Linked DNA regions of Mus musculus: regions 2, 3, 4, 5 and 6 are each linked to region 1. The links are chromatin contacts, called in public promoter capture Hi-C maps. All regions are on one chromosome and are shown on one strand. Each heading gives the region's core, a stretch centred on a gene start, on an enhancer-like site or on the middle of the called end of the contact. The rest is flanking DNA. Distances are from core to core; before and after follow the strand shown.

Evidence for each region. Promoter capture Hi-C pulls out the DNA fragments that hold promoters and counts their contacts.
Region 2: a promoter capture Hi-C map of pre-B cells shows a contact between it and region 1, with 3 times the contacts expected there. The contact joins the promoter of Mrpl36 here to the promoter of Fam172a in region 1. A contact is called at or near these places in 2 of 39 promoter capture datasets (liver and pre-B cells).
Region 3: a promoter capture Hi-C map of pre-B cells shows a contact between it and region 1, with 4 times the contacts expected there. The contact joins the promoter of Cetn3 here to the promoter of Fam172a in region 1. A contact is called at or near these places in 2 of 39 promoter capture datasets (liver and pre-B cells).
Region 4: a promoter capture Hi-C map of pre-B cells shows a contact between it and region 1, with 4 times the contacts expected there. The contact joins the promoter of Trip13 here to the promoter of Fam172a in region 1. A contact is called at or near these places in 2 of 39 promoter capture datasets (liver and pre-B cells).
Region 5: a contact with region 1 is called in a promoter capture Hi-C map of pre-B cells, with 3 times the contacts expected there. The contact joins the promoter of Pdcd6 here to the promoter of Fam172a in region 1. A contact is called at or near these places in 2 of 39 promoter capture datasets (the HPC-7 cell line and pre-B cells).
Region 6: a promoter capture Hi-C map of pre-B cells shows a contact between it and region 1, with 9 times the contacts expected there. The contact joins the promoter of Arrdc3 here to the promoter of Fam172a in region 1. A contact is called at or near these places in 3 of 39 promoter capture datasets (cranial neural crest, frontonasal cranial neural crest and pre-B cells) and 1 of 484 Hi-C or Micro-C datasets (pre-B cells).

What each region holds. Positions count from the first base shown.
Region 1 is chr13:77,707,188-77,710,037 of GRCm38.p6, forward strand. It overlaps Fam172a (family with sequence similarity 172, member A), which reads left to right and starts at 1,503. Exons shown (of 10, transcript NM_001163419.1): 1 at 1,503-1,666.
Region 2 is chr13:73,329,671-73,332,520 of GRCm38.p6, forward strand. It overlaps Mrpl36 (mitochondrial ribosomal protein L36), which reads left to right and starts at 1,339. Exons shown (of 2, transcript NM_053163.1): 1 at 1,339-1,421; 2 at 1,690-2,508. The coding sequence starts at 1,703. The coding sequence ends at 2,011.
Region 3 is chr13:81,781,799-81,784,648 of GRCm38.p6, forward strand. It overlaps Cetn3 (centrin 3), which reads left to right and starts at 1,449. Exons shown (of 5, transcript NM_007684.4): 1 at 1,449-1,559; 2 at 2,843-2,850. The coding sequence starts at 1,543.
Region 4 is chr13:73,936,314-73,939,163 of GRCm38.p6, forward strand. Trip13 (thyroid hormone receptor interactor 13) reads right to left here and starts at 1,454. Exons shown (of 13, transcript NM_027182.2): 1 at 1,177-1,454. The coding sequence starts at 1,268. Brd9 (bromodomain containing 9) reads left to right here and starts at 1,515. Exons shown (of 16, transcript NM_001378947.1): 1 at 1,515-1,632; 2 at 2,121-2,335; 3 at 2,552-2,684. The coding sequence starts at 1,581.
Region 5 is chr13:74,315,900-74,318,749 of GRCm38.p6, forward strand. Pdcd6 (programmed cell death 6) reads right to left here and starts at 1,427. Exons shown (of 6, transcript NM_011051.3): 1 at 1,208-1,427; 2 at 431-492. The coding sequence starts at 1,308.
Region 6 is chr13:80,881,930-80,884,779 of GRCm38.p6, forward strand. It overlaps Arrdc3 (arrestin domain containing 3), which reads left to right and starts at 1,493. Exons shown (of 8, transcript NM_001042591.1): 1 at 1,493-2,000. The coding sequence starts at 1,721.

The sequences.
Region 1 (2,850 bases), core at 253-2,752:
TAAATAGTTTCAATGTATGCTTTATTGTGACATTGACTGAAGAAGCAGTAGTTACATATTTTGTCCAATGTTTCTCCTCAAGGTTAGACAAGGATTATCCATTTATAGGAGGTTTGATTTTTGTATGTATTTGTGTGTGCCTGTGTGAGCTTATGTTAGCCACTTGTGTATATAACTCACCAAAGGCCAGAGGGCATTGGATTCTCTGGAACTGAAGTTGTAGGCATTTGTTGAGCCCAGCCCAGGTTCTCTGGAAGAACAGTAAGTGCTCTTAACATGTGAACTCTCCCTTGAGCCCCCTCAGGTTTATTTTTAATGAGCTTGTTTATTTTGGTCATTCTATCAAAATGAAAATGTTATGTTGCTTTTCATGATTTAAAAAACCCTGTTTGAAACACAAAATTCAAGTTGCTTACTGTAATCAAAGCTTTTCTTCAGTTGTAAGTTCTACCCTACAAGCCACTTGAGCTGCAGCCTGAAATGAAACCCTAAACTTTGTAATGTTATGGGCTCCACCCAGGCATTCTTGGCTTATTTCAGTAAGTTATGTTTTTCCTCAGGAACACCCTGTTACATTTTTCTCCATCCATACATGTCCTTACTGCCCTCATGACTTCCCATTAAGTTTCTCCAAATAGTGCAATGAATAGATATTAATTTATTCAAATGATGTTTATTGTATATTTTGTGACAGGCATCTTGTCCTGGTTGAGGATACTTAAAAGGCAAGATAAAATCACTGTTTTCATCCAGTTGACATTTTAGTGGGTAAGAGCACACTGCCAATAAATTGCATCACTCTTTGTTCTGAAGGAAGCAGGAGTTGAGTTTAAGAGATACAAATTATGGGAGTGAGGTACAATATACTTTCAAGAATTCTGGAACTCCCTGTCTGGTAATATAACAAATATAGGTTTGCTAGCTACCAGCCTTTCCTCACAGTTACCGAGGTGTCAGTCATAGCTTCGTGTCTTTAGTAAATGCTTTGACCTTAATTGGCAAAATAATGGTTTTGGGATTAAAAAACAGAGAAAACATCAGAATACCATATAAAATATTAAAATCATTTGTGTCTATTGCTCACCACTATTCTACCCTAAAGAGAAGGATTTTTAGACCTTTTTTGGATAAACAGAACACCAACATACTTCTCATTTGAGTTAGCTCTCAATAGGATATTAGGGTTAACTTCCTGTCTTAATTTTGTGATAAATACAATTTTTCAAACATAGGTCTCAACTTGAATATCAAGGGTGGGGTGAATTTACATGAACCATGGACGGACATGGGGAATTCGCTTAAGGCCAGCATCACAGAGAATATTGAAATTCCTCTTTCAGAACGAGGCTTTAGGATAGTTTAGAATAGCAGCGTACGACAGGGACATGCCACAACAACGCACACCACACACACACTGCCCTCTGAGCCTCAGGAACAGATGTAGAGGTTCGCTCCGCCCATTTCCGGGTTCTTGGCGCCGCGGCCGTCGCATGCGTAATGACGTTTAAATTCCCTGCAGACCCGGAAGTGCAATCGAACTTGGTCGGGGCGCGGATCTTGAGAGAGAAAGTCCGAGCCAGGGCGCAAGGGAGTTCGCCCAGAGATCTGGAAGGCCACGCCTCCTCGCACCTACCCTCTCAGCATTGCAGCTGGGGACAGAGCTCAGGTAGGACTGCGCTGGCCACCTCTGCCAGCCGCCGCAGGGGCGAGACCCCGAGGGGCTGGCCTGGATGGGACTCGGGCGGGATGCTGGCGCCGGGATCCTGACTGTCAGAAGCCACGCGTCCTCTCTGGGTCACTTCTCTTACCTATGTGCAAGATCTTGCAAAAGGGCTGCCTCACCTGCCTTGTCCACTCTCCAGGCAGGAGGAACACGTGTGACCTGGGGTGGCTAGCCTGAGTCTGAGTCCCTGAAGCTCTGGTTTTCACCAGATACCTTAGATAGAGGAAGAGACCCTCCACTTACAGTATTGCAGTTGTCTGGTTGAAGTTGTTTTTAGTTGTTTGTTTTCATGCAAAGATTGTCAACCACCAAAGCTGTGGCATGCATTAATAGCAAACATTGAAGTGTGCTTATAAAATGCCCTCAAAAACTTGTATCATGTGTAGTTAGTAGGATGTGTACATTTGTCTGTAAGTTTCTTATTTCTGAAGTAGACCACATCACGTGCTTCTCATTTTCCCAAAGTGTCTGTCTTTGGAGTCAAGTAACTTCTGCCTAAGAGTGTTTGGGCTATATTTAAGAGACAATTCGTACTGTCCATTCTCCCCAAATTCTCAAAAAAGCTGCATTGAAAAAGTTCTGTGGCCTGGACCAGTTACTGCCTTGTTTTGAAATAGCTCCATTGTGGTGGTGCTCTTAAAGCTCATGGTTGGTCTTGTCTTAAAGCACTGTCAAAGTATTCTGTTTCTCCTTATTCTTTTTCCTTTCTTGTGAGGGACAGATACCCCTTTTCATTCTCAGACTAAGTCAGAGCAGGCTAAATTCGGGTTTCAATGTCATTGCACTGGTATGCACTGGTATGGTGCATTTTGTAAGCTTTCCTACTTTTAAACTCGGAGTCTGGTCCCTTAACCTGTCAAAGAGATGAGAACCGAAGGGCTGCCTGGAATGGCTTTTTGGCCGAGACTACAGCTGCACTTGTACATAGAGAACAGAATCCAGGCCAGGAGGGAAATAGAATTTATAAAGCTTCGAGCATTGATCTAGTCATTCATCTATTTGTATTGACTAGCCGCTAACAGTATGTCTGATAATGTGCTGTGTTCGGCGAAGATAGTAGTGAACAATACAGAAAGTTCTGGACTGGTGGTGGGTGGAGATCAATCCTCATGCAGATGCATAAACAG
Region 2 (2,850 bases), core at 89-2,588, 4.4 Mb before region 1:
TCCAGCCCTAAGTCTCTATTTAAACCCTAACACCCCCTGTCTGTGTATGAGTTCACACACATGTGAGTTCATACACAGGTGCCACAGAGCACATGTGGAAGTTGGAGGAAGCCAGTCTCTTTTTCCATGTGAGTTCTGGGGACTGAACTGAGGTCTACAGACTTGCATGGAAAGCACTTGTGACTCCCAGGCCATCTCTCTGACCCACATTATTTTTTTTAATTGCTAGAACTCTGGAGTCCTTTTTTCCTTTTCTTTCTTTCTTTCTTTTTTTTTTTTTTTTTTAGGCATTTTTATTAGATATTTTCTTCATTTACATTTCAAATGCTATCCCCCAAAGTCCCCTATACCCTCCTCCCTCCCCCCTCCCCAACCCACCCACTCCCACTTCCTGGCCCTGGCATTGCCCTGAACTAGGGCATATAATCCCCAAAGAAAGACCAAGGGCCTCTCCTCCCATTGATGGCCGACTAGGTCATCCTCTGCTACATATGCAACCAGAGACACAGCTGGGGGGGGGGGGCGGTGTTTACTGGTTAGTTCATATTGTTGTTCCTCCTATAGGGTTGTCAACCCCTTTAGCTCCTTGGGTACTTTCTCTAGCTCCTTCATTAGGGGCCCTGTGTTCTGGCAAATACAGAAGTGAATGCTCACAGTCATCTATTGGCTGGAACTCAAGGTATTCCTATGGGTGCTTAGTGTGAAGGGTGAGACTGGGAGTTAGAGAGAACTACATTAGCCTTAATGACAACCTACTTTGCTATACATAAAAATAAGATGGGTAGATTTACGAACCACCTGAAATCCAATGTATATGAATTAACTGTAGAAGCCCTATATATAGGAATTACCTGTACGCACACATATATACATATATACATGTATATATATGGAAATTAACTGTAGAAATCAGTAATGGTGTATGTTGGTCTTTCCACGTTCCTTGTTGCTTTTCCTAGTTCGCGGGTAGGGACTTAACTAGAGCAGTGTCTGCACTTGCTCCTCTGGCCTTTCCCATGTCTGCCAGAACGTCTCTTAATGTAAACATATGACCTGTACATTTTGTCTGAATGTTGGGTTTTGTTTTGTTTCCAATATATTCACTGTTTGCAGTTTCTTTTACAGTCAAAGCCTGCTTTTTCTGTCTTTTTTTTTTTTCTTCTCCCATGGGCACCGGTCTTGGTCCCAGCATCTGCAGAGGCAGAGCTTAGAGTGCAGGATTCTGGATAAAGAATACTGAGACAAGGAAGGCTTTATCTGCTCCTTAGTCGTCCTCTGCACAGCACACGTCATCCCACGTGACCTTACGCCATCTTTCTTCCTGGCGGTGGCGTCCCACTCCACTGCGCAGACGCGGAAGCTTCGCTAACCGGCGCCCGAAGTTGATTAAGGACTTCTCCGCCGGTGGCACCCCTTCCCAGGTGTGGGTCCCAGGTTTCATGGGGGCAGGCAGAGGTGGTGCCAGAGCTGCTGGCCGGGAGTGCGGGCGGGGTCCCTGGCCGGCGTGAGTGAGCCTCCGGAATCTGCGGCTTCTCCGGAGTGCGCAGGCCTGGGCACATGGAGACGCGGAGCCCAGAGTGCAACCCTGGCATGTGTGCTCTGACCTCTGATGCCAAGTAACCTTGATAGGGGAGGGCCTAGGGACTGGCAGACGTGCAGCACAGGATGACCACGCTTCTCTTCCCCCAGGTCTGGGCTCGGCATGGCCGCACTGCTTGTACGGAGCGTGGTGGCTTCGGTGGTGGACCCGTTCCTGCACCTGAGTCGCCTCGCGGTGAAGCCCCGAGTCTTCTCCTCGTTCCTGCTGGGGACATTGCCACGCGCCAAACCCTGCGCAGAGGTGCGCTCAGTTCTCTGTGGCCGTCCCTTGCCGACCCTGCTGCCCTCGCTGGGCTTCAAAACCAAAGGTGTCATCAAGAAGCGCTGTAAAGACTGCTACAAGGTGAAGAGGCGTGGGCGCTGGTTTATCCTCTGTAAGACCAACCCCAAGCATAAACAGCGACAAATGTAGCCCTTGTCTTCAAGCAGTGTCCATGGAAAATTCATTTCACCTTATCAGAGAAAAATAAACATTAAGCATTCTGTAAGATCCATGGGCCTTAGGGCTTTGTTGAACCCCCCTTTCCCCACATCATAGCCCAATTCCTTCACATCTAATCAGACCAGAGCTGCCGATGGAGAAGGATTGTTACAGTAGCTGTGTATGAAGCAGGAATACAGAGCCAGCTTTATCTCTTGAGACAAAGTCTGGCTCGGTAACCCTGGTTGACCTGAAACTTGGAGAGAAACTCCTGCCTCTGCCATTTGTTACCATATGCAGCAGATTGTAAGTGCTTTAAGAGGCTGCCTGAGCCAAAAAGCTCTTGTGGGGTGTGCAACAATCCCAATTTAAGAACAAACGATGTTCTTGTGTAGCAACTATCCCAGTCTTTACTCAAGGAAAACCTTGTTTACATAGAAATGTCTTTTGGATACCAATTAAAAATATTTGTCATGACTGTTCTTACACTCTGGAGTAGTAGTGTTCTTTATTACCACCAAACTAATGCTTTCAGAAGGAGGTTAGTACATTTTCAGTTCAAAGAAGGTAACAGAGCATGCTGGCTTCTGCAGGGAGTGCTAGGACACCAGCAATTTTTCAAATCTTGCGGTTGTCACTATTAAAAATCGGGCCTGAGGGCTGGAGAGATGGCTTAGCAGTTAAGAGCACACTGACTGCTCTTCTAAAGGCCCTGAGTTCAAATCCCAGCAAACACGTGATGGCTCACAACCCTCCGTAATGAGATCTGATGCCCTCTTCTGGGGTTTCTGAAGACAGCTACAGTGAACTTACATATAATAAATCTTTAA
Region 3 (2,850 bases), core at 199-2,698, 4.1 Mb after region 1:
TAGGCTTGGTTTTACAATCTTAAAATTTTAGTAGTTTTTTTTTTCACTAGTGTTCTTTAGTATACATATGACGTAATCTAATTTCCTTTTTTTGTTTGTTTGTTTGTTTTTTCGAGACAAGGTTTCTCTGTGTAGCCCTGGCTGCCCTGGAACTCACTCTGTAGACCAGGCTGGCCTCGAACTCAGAAATTCACCTGCCTCTGCCTCCCAAGTGCTGAGATTAAAGGCGTGAGCCACCACTGCTTGGCCTAATTTCCTTTTAAACTTGTTAGTAAAAGTACTTAATTTTTATATTTTAGGCAGGGTCTACTACTAGTCCTGGCTGGCCTGCAATTCACAATGTAAAGAATTCAAAGATCTGCTTACATGTCTCTTGGGTGCTGGGATTAAACATGTGTAGCACCATGCCCAGTTGAGTTCTTCAACATTTTTCTACTTTGGTTTTGGGAGTGCTATCATTTAGCTATTACTTTTTAGCTTTATCCCAATCCTTTACTTGTCCAAATTCCTATCTACACTCTAGCTTAACTCATGCATAGCCAATTACACAGCGTCCTTCGTTCACATATAAGCTTACATACAGTATTTGCCGTTTCTAATTCCTAGCCCCAGTTTATTGTATTTATACCGATAAGCACTGCAGGTTAGCTCAGTAGTTTCCAAGTTTTCCACAATAATACCTCATTTTATGCATCAAATATTTATGGAGCACCTAAGTTCCAGATATTTTGTTTGGTACAAATACTCGTGTAAACAGAACCCTGGCCTTGAAGACAGTCAGTCTCGCTCGCAGTCTGATGATCTAAGTAAACTTTAAGAGGCTTGGTGGGCAGTGAAGATAAGACGCACATAAACACTTTATAGCACTAGAAAATGAGAAGCAGAAGCAAGCACACATTTCCAATCGCACAGAAGAAAAGGGTGGTTTGGCTAGTCTCATTGTAAATGACCTAACAAAACAGCAAAACGAGAAGCCTAATCCATAATCCAGCCTGCCTTAAAATCACTTGGGAGATGTACGGGGGAGAACGCTTAGCTTGGTCCTCACTGAACTAAGAATAAAGAATGTCGCCTTTAGATTTAAGTTTCTCAGGTGCACCGGCCACCTAAAATTGTACATCTTTTCGCAGACCTGGTTCCCCAATAAACTGCTCCCTCGTTCTGAGCAGGCTGCTTGGGCTGGCCTTTTCCCTTCCCTCGGTCGACGCCGTGCATGTCACGCGTGGGGCCTCGCCTTGCCTGCCTGAGTCTCGCGTGGTGACTCTAATACGCGCGCAAGGGAGTCGGGAAAGAACCTGGCCAATCCAGGGAGCCAGACTGACAACCAGGGCCAAAAAATGTGTACTTGATTGACATGAATGCTGACCAATGAAAAAAGAAGAGCAGCGACGCTTCCGCCCCAATAGGCCGGCTGTTGGCAATTTCAGCCAATCGCGCCCAGAAACTTGTCTGGTGGGTGGTCCCCGAGGCGTGGAGGTTGGTGGCTGTTGAGCGGTTCCCGTGGTAAAGTCCCCGAGTGGAACATCTCTGTCGGAAGAGAGAATGAGTTTAGCTCTGAGGTCGGTAACGAGGAGGCCGTGCCTCCGTCCCCCCAGAGGGCCAGGGCGGGTGTGGACGGGAGACCGGGTCGGGGGCGGGTGCCCAGCGCCGAGCACCAGACCTCGGCGGTTCCCGCCTCCGGGCACCGCCGCAGCCCGAGTGAAGTCTCGCGAGGTTTCCCTCACGCGACTGCGGGACTCAGCCCTGGTTGCCTGATTCCCCCTGGAAAGTCGCAGGAGCGCTCGCCTTTCTCCCCGGGCCCCGAGGCACGCTGTGCTCTAGGCGTCTCGGGTGGAGCTCGTTTCCGTGACACCGTCCTTTCACTTCCGTCCATCCCTCCCCTCATTGGCTCCTCACCTTGCCCATCTACAGTTAAAGGTGCCCCGGGCGGGCCGCGCCGCGCCGCCCCTTTGGCTCCGCAGGGTGACGAAGGAGGCGGGAGCTGGCGTGGGGGTGTGGCGAGTGGGGGCAGCCGGGGTCACGTGGGCCACTGGGCCGGCGTCCCTGAGCCCGACGGCGTCCAGACGTAAATAGCGCGAGCAGTTAGTTAGCCGAGTTTCAAGGGTTTGAGGTTTAAAGCTTCCATCTTTTAGAACGTGCGGATACACGTGCTGTATCCTCGTTTACACATTTGGACCGCTTTTTGCATTGGCAGCTTTTGAAGGCAGACATTTTCAGATCCAAGTGCCCTTTTTAGATTTTTCTTTAAGCTTCTCCAGAGTTTTAAGACGTTTAACCTATCGTTTACATGTTAAGTGAGAGTTAAAACACTTTTAAACATCACGTAGACTTAAGCACGACTATTAGATGCTGTGATTTTTTTTTTTTTTTTTTTTTGGTGTCTAGTATTTGAATGTTTAGACCCTTTTATATTTTGCCTGGCTAATATCAGTGGAATAAAACCACAAAGCAGTGTTACAAATGTATAATCTAAAAACATTTTGAGCTTACAGTGCAAAAGTAATCTTTTAAGTTTTATGGTTGTTTTTTTGTAGTAATTGTGAGAATTTATAAGCTGTCCAAAATCAAGTCTATTCTGGTTGATTGTTTTGTTCTTTATTTTTGGTAGATGACATTGTTTTGTTCTTTATTTTTGGTAGATGACATGAATAATATGTATGGTGTTTTCGGTGCTTTTGACTTTGTTTAGGATTTCTCTTATAAAAGTACATTTGACTACAGGACATTGATTTAGGGGCAGTTCCTTTATTTGCCAGGCTACTCTGCTTTGTTAAAATTTAGAAAATGAATCTTTGTCCTAAGATGGGTTAAAGTGGCCTAAAGACATTTTTCTGTGTCCTAGAGGTGAGC
Region 4 (2,850 bases), core at 204-2,703, 3.8 Mb before region 1:
GAAAAACACTAAAAGCTGGGCGTGGTAGCACACGCCTTTAAGCCCAGCACTTGGGAGGCAGAGGCAGGCGGATTTCTGAGTTCGAGGCCAGCCTGGTCTACAAAGTGAGTTCCAGGTCAGCCAGGGCTACACAGAAAAACCCTGTTCCGAAAAACCAAGAAAAAAAAAAAAAAACCAAAAAACAAACAAACAAAAACGACAAAAACAAACAAAAAAACAAAAAAAACCCCACTAAAGTATAGCTAGGTCTGGCTGTAATTTCAGCATGCAAGCTGAGACAGAAGAACTTGTTTCAAACACAGACACTCAGACACACACACACACACACACACACACACACACACACACACACAGACACACACCTTCCCTCCCTCAGACCTCAGACATATACAAGAAAGTCATTAGTCAAGATGGGGCTTGGCAGTGTACTGTCTTAGGATCAACTGTAGGGTCCCAGGCCTGCAGTCATACCATCAGCCACCCTCAGGCTAATTAGAAAAAGGAGGTGCCACTAGTTCTTCACACACTACTATGAAAATTAATAAAAATTCAGTGTTTGAGACAAGCCTGAAACATTATGAGCATTCAATCCATGTTAGCAGCCCTTTTAAGGAAAACCTGAAAATGCATAGCTGTAGGGTCTAACCTGGAGTACGTACATAATCTTTGTAACAGGAAATTTGCCACTGGATTCTGGCTTTGCAAATTAAATACTTGCTCTACTGACACTGCACTTCCTTGCACCCCTAATTGACTGGAGATCACTTCTGTCGCTTAGCAGGTCCTATTACATGGAGCTCATCGTTAGGCTGTGCTCCATAGGCCAGTCAGTTGAGAGCTGTGGGGTCCTGCCAGATAGTCTGGGATGGTGGTAGGGTCTGGATGGGATATGCGGCAATGTGAGAGGTGAAACTCAAGAGTAATGTGTGGTGGGATGGAGGGCAAAGTCGGATCATGCTGTTAGGGTCAACTGAAGTGGGGTGGAGGTGTGCTGGGTCATACTAGGTGGGTTCATGTCAGGCTGTTCAGGTCGTGCGAAGTGGGGCCGTACTGAGGGGTGGGACGCTGTGGGGTGGAATCCTAAGAGTTGGGGTAAGGTCGTGCCACTCGGAGTCACGCGTGGTGGGGTCGGATCAGGTCGCGCCCCGCGTGGTCGGACTCCGTATATACGCTCACCTTCCGCTGCGCTGCAGAACCTCCACATGGACCGCGGGCGATTCGGCAACACAGGGAAGCGCTTGCTTCAGGTCGCCCACCGCCTCGTCCATGGCGCCGCCGCCGGGAGCCGAGGGAATGCCGCCGGAGTGAGGCCGCGGTCGCCTCCCTGCGCCCTGTGCGACAGCCTTCTCCGATGTAGGAGGATCCACCTTGGCTAAGGGCCGGCCAAATCCACTTCCGCCGCCCGAGCCGCTCGGCGCTTTGCAACCCGCCCCGCCCCACCGAGCTTCGAATCTGCCGCGCGCTGCGCACCGCCCCACCCTGACCCGGAAGCACTTGGCGGTGGCGAAGGCGCTACTTCCGACTGGCGCAGGTCGAGCTACCGGCAGCCGCTTCTCACCGGATCCCGTGCTATCTCAGCCATGGGCAAAAAGCACAAGAAGCACAAGGCGGAATGGCGCTCGTCCTACGAAGGTGCGGATCCCACGGGCGGGGTCTAGGTTGCCGATACGGGCAGGGGAAGGCGTTCCAGGGGAAGGGCGTGGTCTGTGCTGGGCGGGGTCCCGTGAGAAGGAGGAGCTTAGAGCCAGGTAGTGGACAATCGTAGGAGGGGCGGGGTTAGAGCTGAAAAAGGGAATCTGCTGCGAAGAGGCTATAGGCTTCTTTTTTGGGTCCTGTAGCCACTATGTACCTCCTCTCTGACACCAGGAAGACCCGCAGCAAAAAGAGGGCTTCCGTGAAGGAATTGGGGTCCTGGGTCTCAGGTCGGGTTGTTGTACCCTCGGAATATCCTCAGTGGTGATTTTGTGGTTTGAAAGAGAGGATTGAACACCAATCTGTCAGTTTGAGATTACATAGTCTGTGGTTTTGACAACTCCTTGCTGTCTAGATTCACACCCACAGGGGTGCAGTATTTCTACTCAGTATTTTGCAAGCTTGACCTACGTACGGTCTGTGTGCAGATTATACAGACACGCCACTGGAGAAGCCTCTGAAGCTGGTGCTCAAGGTGGGAGGAAGTGAAGTGACAGAGCTCTCAGGATCTGGCCACGACTCCAGCTACTACGACGATCGCTCAGACCACGAACGGGAGAGACACAGAGAAAAGAAGAAAAAGAAGAAGAAAAAGTCAGAGAAGGAGAAGCACCTCGATGAGGAGGAGAGGAGGAAGCGGAAGGTAAAGGTTCAATGGCCTAAGATGGGTCCCTAATCACGCCTGGCTATACCGTTGCTGCAGTTCTGGGCTTCCAGGGCATCTTCAGGTGATGCCTGTCAGGTGTCAGGAGTGGCTCTTCTTCCCAGTCTGGGGAATGCGCAGACGTGTGCGGAGCCTGCATTACCAGTCTAAAAGGGTTCTGGCTGTTCTGTGCCCTCTATTCTTCCATACTTACAGGAAGAGAAGAAACGGAAACGGGAGAAGGAACACTGCGACTCAGAGGGGGAGGCTGATGCTTTCGACCCTGGAAAGAAGGTGGAGGTGGAGCCACCCCCAGACCGACCAGTGAGAGCCTGCCGAACACAGCCAGGCAAGACCCTGTCCCCAAACATGAGTTTCCTACCTTGTCTATAGCGTGGTTATCTAGTTGTTGGGGACATTTCACAAGCTAAAAATGAGTAAATTCTCTTGAAGACTGGTAAAACAGACACATGGATGCCAGAGACCAACCATATGTGTCCTACAAAACCTACTAT
Region 5 (2,850 bases), core at 177-2,676, 3.4 Mb before region 1:
AGCAGTTCTTATAGCAAACATACTTCCACAAAAGTACCTAAGGACCATCTTGAAGCCTTTCAAAAACTAAGCAATTACTTCTAAATGTCACCTGACAATTTGTCAGTGTCCCCGATGATCCTCTTCAGAACAGTTGCTAAGACTGATAGCAGGTCAAAGGCCTTCTAGATAAGTGAGGGACCTCTGTTGCACAGAGCTAACCTTTTTCACTCTTGGGCAAGGTCTACACTATAGCTCCCATTTCAGAGGCTCACATACATTTGTTCTGGAGCTCGGTAAGGCAGCAATGATAATTAAGAAAATACAAACACAGAAGCTTAGCAAACACCTTTACCTTATACCGGTAATGGCAATTTAGTCTTAAGGACTTCTTTGGAAATAATTCCAGGAAGGAAACTGCTTACTGTGAATGAATCAGGCTTCAACTCACCATTGGATAATGCTTGCTGAAGCTCATTGTCTGAAATCACTCCACTCCTGTCTTTATCAACCCTACAAAAACAAACAAACAAACAAACAAACAGAAAACAGGTAAGCTGGTGATTAAATGTAAAGGAAGTATTAAAAATAAAACATAGCCAAGACATCATTTTCATCAATCTACACTAGGTCTGGAATGTTACTCTGGCCAGACCTTCCTCTTTGCTCAGCTGGAATGTCACACGCCCCCAGGTGTGCCAGAGACTAATGAACAACCAGAAGCAGTAGGAGGGGTTGAGTCATCTTTTCTCTATTCCTTTCAAGCTTTCTGTTAGCTCTTCAAGTCTGCTTAATTTATACCTGCACCAGTTCATCATAATAGGTAAAGAAAGATTCTCTAGGACGAATAAGTCATTCTTTGGCACGAGTCAGTGGAAAGACAATCAGTCATTCAGAAGGACGGCCAGGGACAGAAGACATGCAATAGCAGCCAGCTCTTTTCACTGATGCCGTTTTCCTGATTCAAGATTTGTCCTGTTTCTAACGCAAGCACCTGACCCTGTAGGGCGACTGTTCCGCGCCCTTCGGCCCTGGGCAAAGTCACTGCCAACATGACCCTGAACCCTGTGCTATTGTAGAAGAGAGAAAGTCGGGGATGGAGGGGAGTAGGAAGGACTGGGAAGGAGGTCGGGGGATGAAGGGCTGGGGAGAGGGAGGACTGGAGAATAGGCCCTGAAAACTGAGGACCGACCCAAGGGCCGAAGGAGCTGAGCGGCGCTGGCCTTACCGCTGGAAGACGTTCCACAGGAAGCTCTGGTCTGGCAGTGCAGCTCCAGCAGCAGGGCCGGGGCCACCACCCGGGCCTGGGCGGTAGGAGTAGGCAGCCATGGGCTGATGCACAGCGGCAACGCGGCCCAGCTCCACAAGCTATGCTTCCGCCTCAGTTATGGGGCAGGACCAGGAGCCCACAACTTCCTGGGAACAACGGAAGCGCGCACCTTTGAGTCACTTGGCAGGCGTGGTCCGTTGCCACGCAACGTCTGGAGGGCCTTGGGGTTAGTCTGAGCTCCGCCTCCTACTCTTGCCCGGCCTTGGGTGTCCCTTTCCTTTTCAGCCCCACCCCGCTCCGCCCTCCTGTGTGTCTCAGCCCGAAGCTGCGGCGGGTGAGCTCAGAAGAGACCACGCCATGAGGGGCCGACCCAAGCTTACAAAACGCCTCGACCTGTAACGGAAAGTGGTGAAAGCTTTCACTTGGACCGACGGCTTCCCTTTACGTCTGCATTAGTATTTAGTGCGAATGTGATGTGCACCAACCGCATGAAGTCCTCGGCGGAAACGCAAAGTGCATTTTGTGCACTCTGGAGTTTGTCCGTCTGTCCATACTACACCTTCTTGCCTTCCCACTTGCTTATATCGGTTTATGCCCAGCCTCCCTAGGTTTGCAGTGACTTCATTTGTAAATGGCCCGAGTGAGGTTTGGTCCTGAGGTGAGAGCTGTGTTTTCTCCACCCCTTACTTGGACTTCTGTACTTTTGGTGGTTACTCCTTTTAATTATAAGTATTCCTTCTTTCGTTCTAGATACTAATTCTATGGTGCTTTTATAGTTTGGAATGTCCCTAAATGGGAAAATGCATAGCATTGGGGCAACTACCAACCGGTCACATTCACGGGCTGTCAGGCCATCCTTCCACCTAAATCTGAATACTGTGAATAGCTCAAGATACAGATTACTCCGTTCTGCCATAGGATTATTCCAGCCTTCCTGTAGTCCTCATCCAGGGACAGACTTATAATAAGAACTGCTATGCTGTCTTTATGGGGGGTTTGTTTACCCCATAACTAAAGAAGAGGGTGAAGAGACCAAGGGCCAAGAGTATGGCCTTGTACATCTGAAACTTCCATGTGGATAATCATCCATTATTTAGCACAGCTATAGATCTGATCAAGTCCCAACTGTATCGTTTTCTGCTCCATTTCTCTTGTTCTTAGGACATCTTAAGAGACTTTCAAATTGCTCAAAGAAACATCTTATAGCTTTGACATTTACCTCAAAATCTACAAAATTCTTTAAGAAAGGTAGATTTTTTTTCCAGGATTTGGCGAATTCATTTTTTATAATTTCTCATAAACTGTTCATCTCACTTTTGAATAATCTTTTAGACTTTTCTGGTTCTTTTATTTAGAATCTGAGATCTATTTTTATTCTGTCCTCTCTCTGGCTCCTTTTCTCTTTACCAGAAATACAAAAATATTAATCATAATTTTCCTACTTGAACTGGAAGTTTTCCAGTACAGAGAAACTTCAGCAGACCCGAGGCTGCTGAATCCGGGACTCTACCAGCTGTTTGCTGACTTTGGAATGCTATAAAGGTCCAGTCCCAAAGAGACCACCTTCTGCAACAGCTTACAGGTAGTTGTCTTCCAGGTGC
Region 6 (2,850 bases), core at 243-2,742, 3.2 Mb after region 1:
TACCAACCCTTAGCCCAAGGGTTAGACACTTTACCTGGATTATCCACCAGGTGTCAACCAAGAGAAGAAAGTTGCCCCTACCCCCCACCCCGGACCAAATACACAGATGTGTAATTTTATGCATAAAAAGCTAAACTCTTCTTGGCTTTTCCAGTAATTATTCTTCACATAGTTATATTTTAGGTTTTTTTTTTCAGTTCAAGTGTCAAGTTCAATCTAACTAAACATGTAGATTTTTTTTCTTTTTTAAATAAAGAAAACAGCAAGATGAATGTGTTTAGTTTGTTGTGATTCGACCTATCCAGATTTATCATTCAAAAAAAAAATCTAATGTTTAACTATGGACAACCAACCCCCCACATTTTTTGGTTAGGCATAATACAGGATTTTATAACATAGCCCTGTTATGAGGTTATGTTGATTGTTAATGATCTATTACCCCCTAAATCCTGGTGATGTTTATGACTGAGTATTTTACTCAAGGCATTAAAAAAGGAGAAATGTGCCTGTATTTAAAGATGCAGCACGGCAATTAGCATGTTGAATTAAAAGTAAGGCTTAACAAAATTAAGCCTCACTTATATAACAAATCATACTTAAAAACCAAAAACCACCTTATATGCTTTCCTAAGGCTTTTCAGTCTGTTGTAAACAATGTCAGCTAAATGACTATGTTCAAACCGCCTCTTATGAGGTGGTAATTAGGGGTGTGAGCTCTATTCTTATTCCTGATACAGGAGTTGTAATCGAGTCATTCCCTGCAAAAGGAGCAAAAGGTGATGTCTTGAAAAAGGACTTTTTCTCCCTTCGAGGAAGTGGTCAGGCCTACACACTACACAGACAACTTGATTGGGTTTGATGCTGTAGGAGCTGAAGACGGGAGCTGCCTGGAGCATTGTTCTTTGGCTCCTCAGGCCTTGGCTTAGTCCATTGCCACCCAGCCTACAAAGTCCTGCTTGCTTTTGTTATTTCTATCCAAGTCAACAACGCTTTCTTCTATGAACAATATTTGTCTGCTTTTTATTACGTTTCTTTTGAAATTCATTAGCTCAGACTCGGGCCACCAACCGCTTGCCCAACTGGTTTCTCCCCTTCCCCCACGGCTCGCACGTCCTCCGGGTCCGCGGCCCAGGCGCACACTCCTGGCCTGGCGCCGCCGGGTCCCTCTGCTCAGCTCCGGGAGCGCGTGCGGGGCCGGCGCTGCGGCCGCGGCGGGGGTGGCGGGGGTGGCGGGGGTGGCGGGGGTGGCGGGGGTGGCGGGGGTGGCGGGGTGCCCGCCTGCCAATCGCAGCGGCCCATGCACCGAAGTCGGCGGCGCCCGCTCCACACCTACTGTACCGGGAGCGTGCGGCAAGAGCCGGGCGCGCGCCGCGCGGGAGGGAGCGCGCTGGAAGGCTGGCCGCAGTCGCAGCCTGCGCCTGCGCACTAGGGTTGTTTTTCACAAAGCTGCTCTTAAAGTGAGCTGGCAGCCTCCAGCCGCCCGTCTTTGTAAGGAGACCACTGAGACGAGCAGGAGCGTGGAGCAGCGGCTTCTCTGCTGCCCTGACTTTTTAAGAAATCTCAATGAACTATTTGTAGACAATCACTGATCCTGCCTGCATGATTTTTTTTTCTTGCACGGCAAAGACACCCATCAGTGTTAAGTGAAGATCACATCTTATATGCGATCTTGACTTTTTTTTTGGTCTTACATTATATTTTTATAGATTTTGTTATAATCATGGTGCTGGGAAAGGTAAAGAGTTTGACAATAAGCTTTGACTGTCTTAATGACAGTAATGTCCCCGTGTATTCTAGCGGGGACACTGTCTCAGGAAGGGTAAATTTAGAAGTTACCGGGGAGATCAGAGTAAAATCTCTTAAAATTCACGCAAGAGGACATGCGAAAGTACGGTGGACGGAATCAAGAAACGCCGGCTCCAATACTGCCTATACACAGAATTACACTGAAGAAGTAGAATATTTCAACCATAAAGACATCTTAATTGGGCACGAAAGAGGTAAGTTTTTAATTAGTCACTACATTCGACTTCTTTGCATGAGAACTTTAATCTCATTTAGTGCAGTTCTAATCGGCAGTTTGTTAAAGGTTAGCAAACTTAGAAGCTGTAGTTTCTCCTTGACGTTCAAGCGTGTTAAGCCTTAATCCATGCAGGCGTCTGCAAAGTGAGTGCAAACTGCACTTAACTACATCTGTAACCGGCTTCATATCTGCCATACGCACCTTACAACGTGTTTAAATGTGACTCCGTCGTTTTACTAATATTTTCAAATTCATTTGCAAAAGCTGCAGTCCGATATTGGATTTCCTTTATTTTACAATCTTAGATACAGAAATGAGCTCCAATAAAGAACTGTAGTGACATTTAAGAAGGTTGCTAGATGTATCTGATTTTGATATTAACGTGCAAACGACTTTGAGGACTTGATTATTGTTCTTTGATAAAGGGCTTCCATCCCTTATTTTGACATATGGCACCAACACCCCCACGTGTTTTCCCCCTATTTTTCCCAATTCCCTTTAAAATGTACATCAAGCATCGTTTATTTCAAAGAATAATGTCTATCATTATGCAAACTATTAAGTCAGTTTTAGAAGCCATTCGGGGTCAGTGATTTTCTTCTCGGAGCATCATGTCTAACTTTGGAACGTGGATTCAATGAAACCCATGGCAGACAGATGGAATTGAAAAGTATATGACACATCGGATTTGGGTTTGGGGTATAAGACGAAGATTGAAGCATTGTCAAAGGGAGAAGGGGTCCTGAGATTTGCAATCTGTTGTTTAAGTGCCTACATTGTGGAAATACAGGCGACTCCAAGCTTGTTTTTCTAAGTTTCCACCCTTT